Regions from separate parts of the Sus scrofa genome. Here region 1 is linked to region 2. Evidence: chromatin contacts called from public Hi-C data. All regions are on one chromosome and are shown on one strand. Each heading gives the region's core, a stretch centred on a gene start, on an enhancer-like site or on the middle of the called end of the contact. The rest is flanking DNA. Distances are from core to core; before and after follow the strand shown. Region 1 has its middle 6.2 kb from the start of CALML6. Region 2 overlaps GNB1 (guanine nucleotide-binding protein G(I)/G(S)/G(T) subunit beta-1).

Region 1 (4,269 bases), core at 537-3,036, 48 kb after region 2:
CCCCAGTCTCTGCTCCAAGTCACATGGGCACTTTACATTCAGACCAGGCACCAGTGTCCGCCCTGAGGCAGGCCTGGTAGTGGGGGGACAGCAATCTCCCTTCTGCAGGGATATCCAGCCCCAGCCCCCCCTGCAGCACCCCCAAACCCCAGCCCCAGAGCCTCAGCCTGGCAGTCCTCACTGGGGGACCTCGGTCTTGAGGGCGCAGCTCTCCTTCCCTTGGGACTGCCTCCAGGGCTTGAGGGCTGTTTGTCAAGAGTCCTGTCCCCAAGGCCCAGCCCACCTGCCACCTGGGAGGTGATGCAAGATGTGCTTCCAAGGGGCCATGGGAGGCAGGCCCCAGGCCGTGAGCTGAGCCAGGCAGAGTTGCAGGGCAGTGGTCTTGAAGCCCCGGATGTGTGTGGCCCGAGGAGGGGGAAGAGGAATTGGGGGGCCAGGACCCCAAGCAGCAGAGTGCCAGGCAGAGCACAGAGCACCAGCAGGACCCCAGGCTACCCCTCCTGGGGCAGGCACTGGGTGTTTTGGAAACCGGCAGGCATGGCTGGGCACGCAAGGGGGGTGCTGCCAGGAGCTGGGGCCCTGGAGCTCTCGCTGTGACGTCCATCTGGGGCCTGCTGGCCCCCGCCACATTCCCCTGGGCAGATGCCCAGGGCTCCTCCCAGGCCTGCTCTGGGGTCTCTGGGGGTGGCTCAGCCTGTGGCATTAGACTTCTAAGACCTGTCTATCCTGTCCCATTGGCCCTACAGCAGCCCCTGGTGGCTGCGGGGGTCAGGTCTTGCTTGGGTGGACACTGAGGTGTCCAGGTCTCTGAGACAGACCCTGGGGAGGAAGTCTCCACAGAGAATGCTTGTGAGGGGCTGTGGTCAACCCCACCGGGCGCCACCTGGGGCACTCTTGAGGCCAGGGACACGGGTGCCCCACCCCTCCTGGCTGGCCCTGCGTGCCGAGGTCTGCAGGTGCAGCCCTCAAGGCCAGGCTCTGTGGAGAGGCAGCAAGGGGGCTCCCCTCCTCCAGCCCCAGTCCCTTCTGTGCAGGACAGACCTCAAGGTTCCTGCTGCCCTCTGGCCGCTGGGCCCAGTGGGTCCAGAGAAGGCAGAGGCTCTTGCTGCATTCACAACCTCTTTTCTCCTTTGGACAAAATGACCTTGCTGTTGTCACATGCAAGCAGGACCAAGGGGGACAAGGAAGGAAGAGCCCTCAGAACAGTGAGACCCCTGAGCCCTGCAGGGGAGCAGGGGGCAGAGAGCAGAGGGCCGCCAGGGTCGGCTGTGCGCCCCCGGGGCCTGGGCAGAGCAGGGGCCACCCTGGGTCACACGGCAGCTGGGCAGAGCAGTGGGCCCCAGCTCCCGAGCAGGCCGGCCAGGGTCTCAGGATGACAAGGCTGTGCCCACCAGTCCAGGGCCTGCTCCTGTCCTAGTGTAAAGTGGGGCCGTGGGGGGTCTGCCTGGTGCGAAGGACCGTCTGGGGACAGGGGTGCTTCTCCAGGGGTCTGAACACTCAGGCTTCAGCCCGAGGTGAGCGGCAGTGGGCACCCTGCCCCACCACCCACAAGCCACCGCACAGGTGAAAGAAAAGAATACTTGCGCCTATTTTTGTGCTTACTAGTGAGGCTCGGAGGGCGGCCTTTTGGAAAGAGGGCTGGAAAATGGCCGAGCAGGAGGCCTGGAAAGGCGACCCCGCCCTGCTCCAAACTCTGGAGGGCCGACCGCAAACGCCAGGGCCCGCCGCGCCGCACACCCGGCCTTGGCTGCGCGCGGCCCGCGGGCGCCGCCTGGTGCAGCCGCAAGGAGTGGACGCCCGGCGCGCCGCTTCCGGGCCGGGGATGGGGCGGGGCCTAGCGGAGGGCTGGGGGCGGGGCCTATCGGGGCGGGGCGGGGCGGGCGCTGGGCGGGGCGAGGTGGAGGGGCGGGGCGGGGCGCAGGGCAGGGCCGGACTGGGGCGGGGCCGGGGGTGCCGAGGCTGCCCTCCCGACCGCGTCCTCTTGGGTGGGCTGGGGGTCTGGCCTTCCTCAGAAAGATCCCGGAAGGCCACGGTGCCCAGTTCCGAAACAGGCTTGAGTTTCCTAAAACCGTCCACAGTTTTCGGGGCTGGTAACTAGCAGCGCCCCCTTCCCGCTCTTCGCGAAATCAACTCCTTTCTTTTCTTTTTTCGTTTTTTCTGTCTTTCGCCTTTTTAGGGCCGCACCCGAGGCATATGGAGGTTCCCAGGCTAGAGGTCTAATCTGAGCTGTAAGCCGCCGGCCTTCGCCAGAGCCACAGCAACGCCAGATCCAAGCCGCATCTTCGACCTACACCACAGCTCACGGCAACGCCGGATCCTTAACCCTCAGAGCGAGGCCAGGGATCCAACCCGCGACCTCATGGTTCCTAGTCAGATTCGTTAACCACTGAGCCGCGACGGGAACTCCGAAAACAACTCCTTTCAACTCAGCTGTTTCTCCTGCTCTTGATTTCGACATTAATCGAAATCTCCGGAGTCGAAGAAGGTGGTCAGTTTGAGGCCTATGTTTAACGTTGAGATTCGTTTTTTAGGGCAATGCTGTGTTGCTTGAAAAGGATGTTCTGAGGCTGCGCCCCCAGACTCAGCAAGAGCGTGAGCAAGCGCGCCACGTGCAGGGTGCAGAGGGGCGGGTGGGATGCTGGGCCCTGGAGGGCGGGGACAGTCAGCCTCTCCGGCTCAGCGCATCCCATGTCCAGCCTCTCTCTGTAGGTTGTGTCTGTGGACAGAGAGCATCTGAAATTTGTTTTTATCCAGTTAGTCCATTTAACGCCTTTTGAGGGGCGTCTCTTCCCCCCACCCCAGTGCGGCTCATGGAAGTTCCTGGCCGGGGGACAGAATCCGTGGGGCAGCTGCAGCAACGCGGGGTCCTTAACGCTGGGGAGCGAACTGGTGTTGCCGCAGAGACGAGCCGGATCTTTAGCCCACCGTACCGCAGCAGGAACTCCCTAAGTGGCGATTGTTTTAAACGGCAGCATGTTACCGATTGGTGTATCTTGGATTTCTCGTTTTAGATTTAGACCTTGCTGAGACTACAGACAGCGCCACCCTCGTCACCTAGGTTTCCTCTAGATTAGCGCAGTTCACATTCATGATTAATAGGCCAGAAAGGCACATTATTAACTGAAGTCCACACTCGGTTGGGATTTCCTTGGTTTTTACCTAGCGGACTCTCTCTGTTCCAGGACCCCACATCCGGTTCTTCCTCTGCCCTGGGTGGCATTAAATTGGCTGCGGCAGGTTCTCAGACTCCCGTGCCTTTAATGACTTAGTCAGTTGGTTTTGAGTGCGGGTCGGGGCATCTGTCTGGTAGGGCTGTTGGTTTTGGAAGGAAGACCAGAGAGGTACAGTGTCCTTCTCATGGCATCGTGGTGAGGGTGCATCCCCTCAACAGGACCCACCGCTGTGACCTTGACCCCGCTCCCTGGGCCTTTCCATCCTCTTTGGAAGGAAATCGCAATGAAGAAGTGGGGTCCGTGCGCCCTTTTTTGAGGGGGAACATCTGCATGAATGATTTGGAATTCTTCTGCAGGTGCTCTAACGCTTCTCCTCCACATGATTTATTCAGTCATTTGTATCAAAATGAACTCATGGATATTTACTTATTTTCATTGTGGTGTCAAAATACACACAACAAAAATGTTAAGAGTTTAGGAGTTCCCATCGTAGCTCAGTGGTTGACGAATCCGACTAGGAACCGTGAGGTTGAGGGTTCGATCCCTGGCCTTGCTCAGTGGGTTAAGGATCCGGCGTTGCCGTGAGCTGTGGTGTAGGTTGCAGATGAGGCTTGCATCCCACGTTGCTGTGGCGCTGGCGTGGGCTGGCGTCTACAATTCTGATTCGACCCCTAGCCTGGGAACCTCCATGTGCTGCGGGAGTGGCCCAAAAAATGGCAAAAAGAAAAAAAAAATTTTAACGTTTTAACCTTCTTTTCTTCTGTTCTTAGCTGTGCGAAGAGCATGCGGACGTTCCTGGGCCAGGGCTTGAACCCGTGCAACACCAATGACACCACCAGATCTTTAACCCCTAAGCCATAAGGGAACTGGCCCCCCCCCATTTTTTGTCTTTTTTAGGGCTGCACCCGCAGCATCCGGAGGTTCCCAGGCTAGGGGTCCAATCGGAGCTGTAGCCACCGGCCTACACCACAGCCACAGCAACGCCAGATCCGAGCCACGTCTGTGACCTACACTGAAGGTCCACGGCAGTGCTGGATGCCTAACTCACTGAGCGAGGCCAGGGACAGAACCTACAGCCTCGTGGATGCTGGTCCGA
Region 2 (4,010 bases), core at 139-2,638:
AATCATTTCAAAATAAAACTCTTAAAGAAAAAAGTAGGCAATAAAAACAAGAAAAGGGCATGAGGGAGTTCCCGTCGTGGCGCAGTGGTTAACGAATCCAACTAGGAACCATGAGGTTGCGGGTTCCGTCCCTGCCCTTGCTCAGTGGGTTAACAATCCGGCATTGCCGTGAGCTGTGGTGTAGGTTGCAGACGTGGCTCGGATCCTGCGTTGCTGTGCCTCTGGCGTAGGCCGGTGGCTACAGCTCCGATTCAACCCCTAGCCTGGGAACCTCCATATGCCGCGGGAGCGGCCCAAGAAATAGCAACAACAACAACAACAACAACAAAAGACAAAAAGACAAAAGGCAAAAAAAAAAAAAAAAAAAAAAAAAAAGGGCATGAGGACATTCTGAAGAAAACTGAAGGAATACAAATAAGGACTTGGCTCAGGCCCCACGGAATCACTGCTAAGGTCCAGGGACAATGAGGCGCCTGTGCCTGTGCGGGTCCGGAAGGTCCTGGTTCCCAAGCGCATGCTGGCGCTGCAGGAGCAACGTGTCAGGAGACCTACCACAACCCAGGGATGGACCCAGAAGCACACGCAGAGGGAGAGCGTGGCCCCAGGAGGCTGCAAAGGGCTGACCCTGGTGGAAGGCACAGAACGTTCCCCGATATACTCTCAGCCGCCTGTGGCTTCGAAAGTTATTACATATGGAAGGATTTGCTTTTTTTTTTTTTGGTCTTTTTGCCATTTTCTTGGGCCGCTCCCGCGGCATATGGAGGTTCCCAGGCCAGGGGTCCAATCGGAGCTGTAGCCACTGGCCTACGCCAGAGCCACAGCAACACAGGAGCTGAGCCGAATCTGTGACCTACACCACAGCTCACGGCAACGCCGGATCCTTAACCCACTGAGCAAGGGCAGGGATCGAACCCGCAACCTCATGGTTCCTAGTTGGATTCGTTAACCACTGCGCCACGACAGGAACTCCTGCTTTTTCTTTTTAAGGCCACACCCACGGCCATGGAAGTTTCCAGCTAGGAGTCGAATTGGAGCAGCCGCCTCCACCACAGCCACAGCAATTCGGGATCCAAGCCATATCTGCAAACCTACACAGGAGCTCACGGCAACACCGGATCCTTAACCCCCTGAGCAAGACCAGGCCAGGGATCCCATCCGTGCCCTCAAGGAAACGAGTCGAGTTCGTTACTGTGGAGCCACGACAGAAACTCCTGGAACCCCTGCTTTTTAAGAGTGTACTTTTAAAAACAGGTGAATTTTTAAATTTTTTTAGGGCCACACCCACAGCATATGGAAGTTCCCAAGCTAGGGGTCAAATCTGAGCTGTAGCTGCCAGCCTACACCCCAGCCACAGCAACTTGGGACACCAGCCGTGTCTGCGGGTTACACCACAGCTCATAGCAACACTGGATCCTTAACACACGGAGCGAGGCCAGTGAGTGACTGAACCGTGTCCTCATGGATATGAGTCAGGTTCGTTTCCGCTGAGCCACGACGGGAACTCCAAAACTGATGAATTTTTAACTTTCATATTTAATTAATTTTTATTCATTTTAAGTGTTTCATTTTTCTCAGGCTGGTTAGAGGTTTATCAATTTGATTTTTTCAAAAGACCAACTTTCAGTTTCACTGATTTTCTTTACTGTGTTTGTTTTCAATTCTGTGAAATTCTGCCCTTATTTTCATTATTTTCTTCTTTCTGCTTGTTTCGAAATCAATCTTCTTTTAAAAGTTTCTTAAGGCAGAAGCTTAGATTGTTGAGATCTCTTTTGTTTTCTGTAGCAAGCATTTAATTCTATTAACTTCTCTATTATAAGCACGACTTTGATTATGCCCCACAAATGTTGATATGCTTTGCTTTCACTTTCAAGTTAAAATATTTTCAGAGTTCCCTGGTGGGCCTAGTGCCTAAGGATCTGGCAGCCCTGTCACTGCATCAGCTTGGGTCACTGCTATGGCAAAAACAAAACAAAACCTTGTTTTCTTTTCCTTTATGTTATCATCTTTGTTTAATTTTCAAGTATTTGGGGGCTTTCCAGAGAGTGTTCTCTTCCAATTTACCTCGGCTGCAATCACAGCTACAGTGACGCCCTAACCGTTCCAACTTCTGGGTCATCTTCGAGTCGGCTTCCACTGATTCCTTCCTTGTTTTTGTTCCCCTGCACCTGCATGTGTGACTTCTCGGGCCAGGGATCAAACCCTGGCCAGAGCAGTGATCTAAACCACAGAAGTGCCGACATCAGATTCTTAACCCGCTGCACCACAAGAGAACTCCTAATTCCTTATCTATTAACAACAGACCACTTTTTGTGTATCTCATGATTTTTCACTGTTGACCAGACAAGGACAACAGAAACAGTATCTCTGGCTAGAGAAAGTATGCAAAGTTAAGCCAATCTTTAGTCGAATTCCACGTGGGTTTTGTAATCTTCAGCCACAGGCTCCGAATATTTTTAATGGTAAACCCCTGTAACCTTCACAATACCAAAATACTTTGCTCAAAAATTACTGGCCAAAGAAGTGTACTCCCCTCAAACCTGCTGCAAGCCAGAATCAAAGCAGAAAAGCAAGCCATCCCACTTCTGCTCAAAATTCAGACTCAGGAAGATGAAAACAAATTTGCAGGCTGCCTCAGCTTGAGGATGAGCCTTTACTTTATTTGGGCAGAAAGGGAGATGTTTGTTAAACTGAAAAGAGCCAACCTACTGCAACAGGACACACAAAGGACTCCCCCAGAGAGGATGTTCTGCCGCACGTGTGCGCACGGATCTTGACCCGAAGGCACACCTTGCCCCAGAGCCGCAGAGGCTCCGCACCCATTTCCCAGAAGGCCTCACTTCCACTGTGTCCAGAGGTTCCTCAAGGAATATCTGCAGGTGCTACACTGGATGTTCTGTACAAAACTTGCATTTGCTGTGGAACACTGCCAGCCAGACTTCCAGCGTCACACCACGCAATGACCTCACACGGATGCATCAAAAATCTCACATTTGCACCATTTCTTTCTCAAGTACATTAAAATGGCAGAGCTCCCTGGTGGTTCAGCAGATTAAGGATACGGCATTGTCACTGCTGTGGCTCAGTGTCATTGCAGTGGCGTGGGTTCGAGCCCTGGCCCCAGAAGTTCTGCATGCCGCAGATATGGCCACAAAAGAAAAGAAAAAACAAAGAACATTCTGGGGTTGCAGTTTTGACCATCCAAGTATGGGCTGAGCCCAGCTCCACAGCAAGGTCTGCCAGGGATAGGAGAGGCACAGGTGAGCTCTCGTGACAGCTCCCACACTGGACAGTCTGGGCTAACCCCGGGCGCTGAAGAGTACATTTCTAACTACGTTCAGTTGCTTTTCTTTTTTTCTTTTTTTCAATGGCCACACTCGAGGCATATGGAGGTTCCTGAGTCAGGGATCAAACCTGAGCCACATGGAGTTCCCGACGTGACTTAGCAGTAATGAACCTGACTAGTATCCATAAGAACACGGGTTCAATCCCTAGCCTCACTCAGTGGGTTAAAGATCCAGCATTGCTGTGAGCTGTGCTGTAGGTCACAGATGTGGCTCAGGTCCTGTGTTGTTGTGGCTGTGGCACAGGGCAGCAGCCACAACTCCGATTCAACCCCTAGCCTGGGAACTTCCACACGCCACAGGCATGGCCCTAAAAAAAAATTTTTTTAAATTAAAAAAATAAAAAAAAAATTTGAGCCACGGCTGCAGCAATGCCGAATCTTTAACCCACCGCACCACAGCAGGAACTCCTGTATTTCTTAATTATCCTGTATTTTCTTGGGTTTATTAAAAGGTTTTAAAAAAAAAAAAAAAAAAAAAAAAAACTTCACTGTTGGGGGAAATTCCTTATTTTTCGCAGAAGTGAGGTTAACTACGCAAGAGGACTTGAAAAGATCTCCAATTTTCTCCCAACTTAGGTTTGGCTAGGTGAGTAGCTCAAATTTTGTAAAAAAAACACCACCATCAAGCACAGTGGTAACTAGTGAACATTTCATATGGTTTTTGGAG

Evidence for each region. Hi-C and Micro-C count contacts between places; a contact is called where the count stands out from the background.
Region 1: a contact with region 2 is called in a Hi-C map of alveolar macrophages, with 3 times the contacts expected there. The contact joins two enhancer-like sites. A contact is called at or near these places in 1 of 5 promoter capture datasets (liver), 16 of 47 Hi-C or Micro-C datasets (adipose tissue, alveolar macrophages, blood and 9 more) and 2 of 2 datasets of contacts at active chromatin or transcription factors (alveolar macrophages and skeletal muscle).

Annotation. Positions count from the first base shown.
Region 1 is chr6:63,962,020-63,966,288 of Sscrofa11.1, forward strand. No RefSeq gene overlaps it. Among named protein-coding and RNA genes, the nearest start is that of CALML6, 6.2 kb to the right of the region's middle. Within about 2 kb of position 1,787, at least 34 of the 83 cell types and tissues checked have an H3K27ac peak or open chromatin away from gene starts, as enhancers often do. A contact at or near this core is called in alveolar macrophages, where this site is marked.
Region 2 is chr6:63,914,088-63,918,097 of Sscrofa11.1, forward strand. The region is part of intron 1 of GNB1 (guanine nucleotide-binding protein G(I)/G(S)/G(T) subunit beta-1); the gene reads right to left. Among named protein-coding and RNA genes, the nearest start is that of GNB1, 41 kb to the right of the region's middle. Within about 2 kb of position 1,389, at least 11 of the 83 cell types and tissues checked have an H3K27ac peak or open chromatin away from gene starts, as enhancers often do. A contact at or near this core is called in alveolar macrophages, where this site is marked.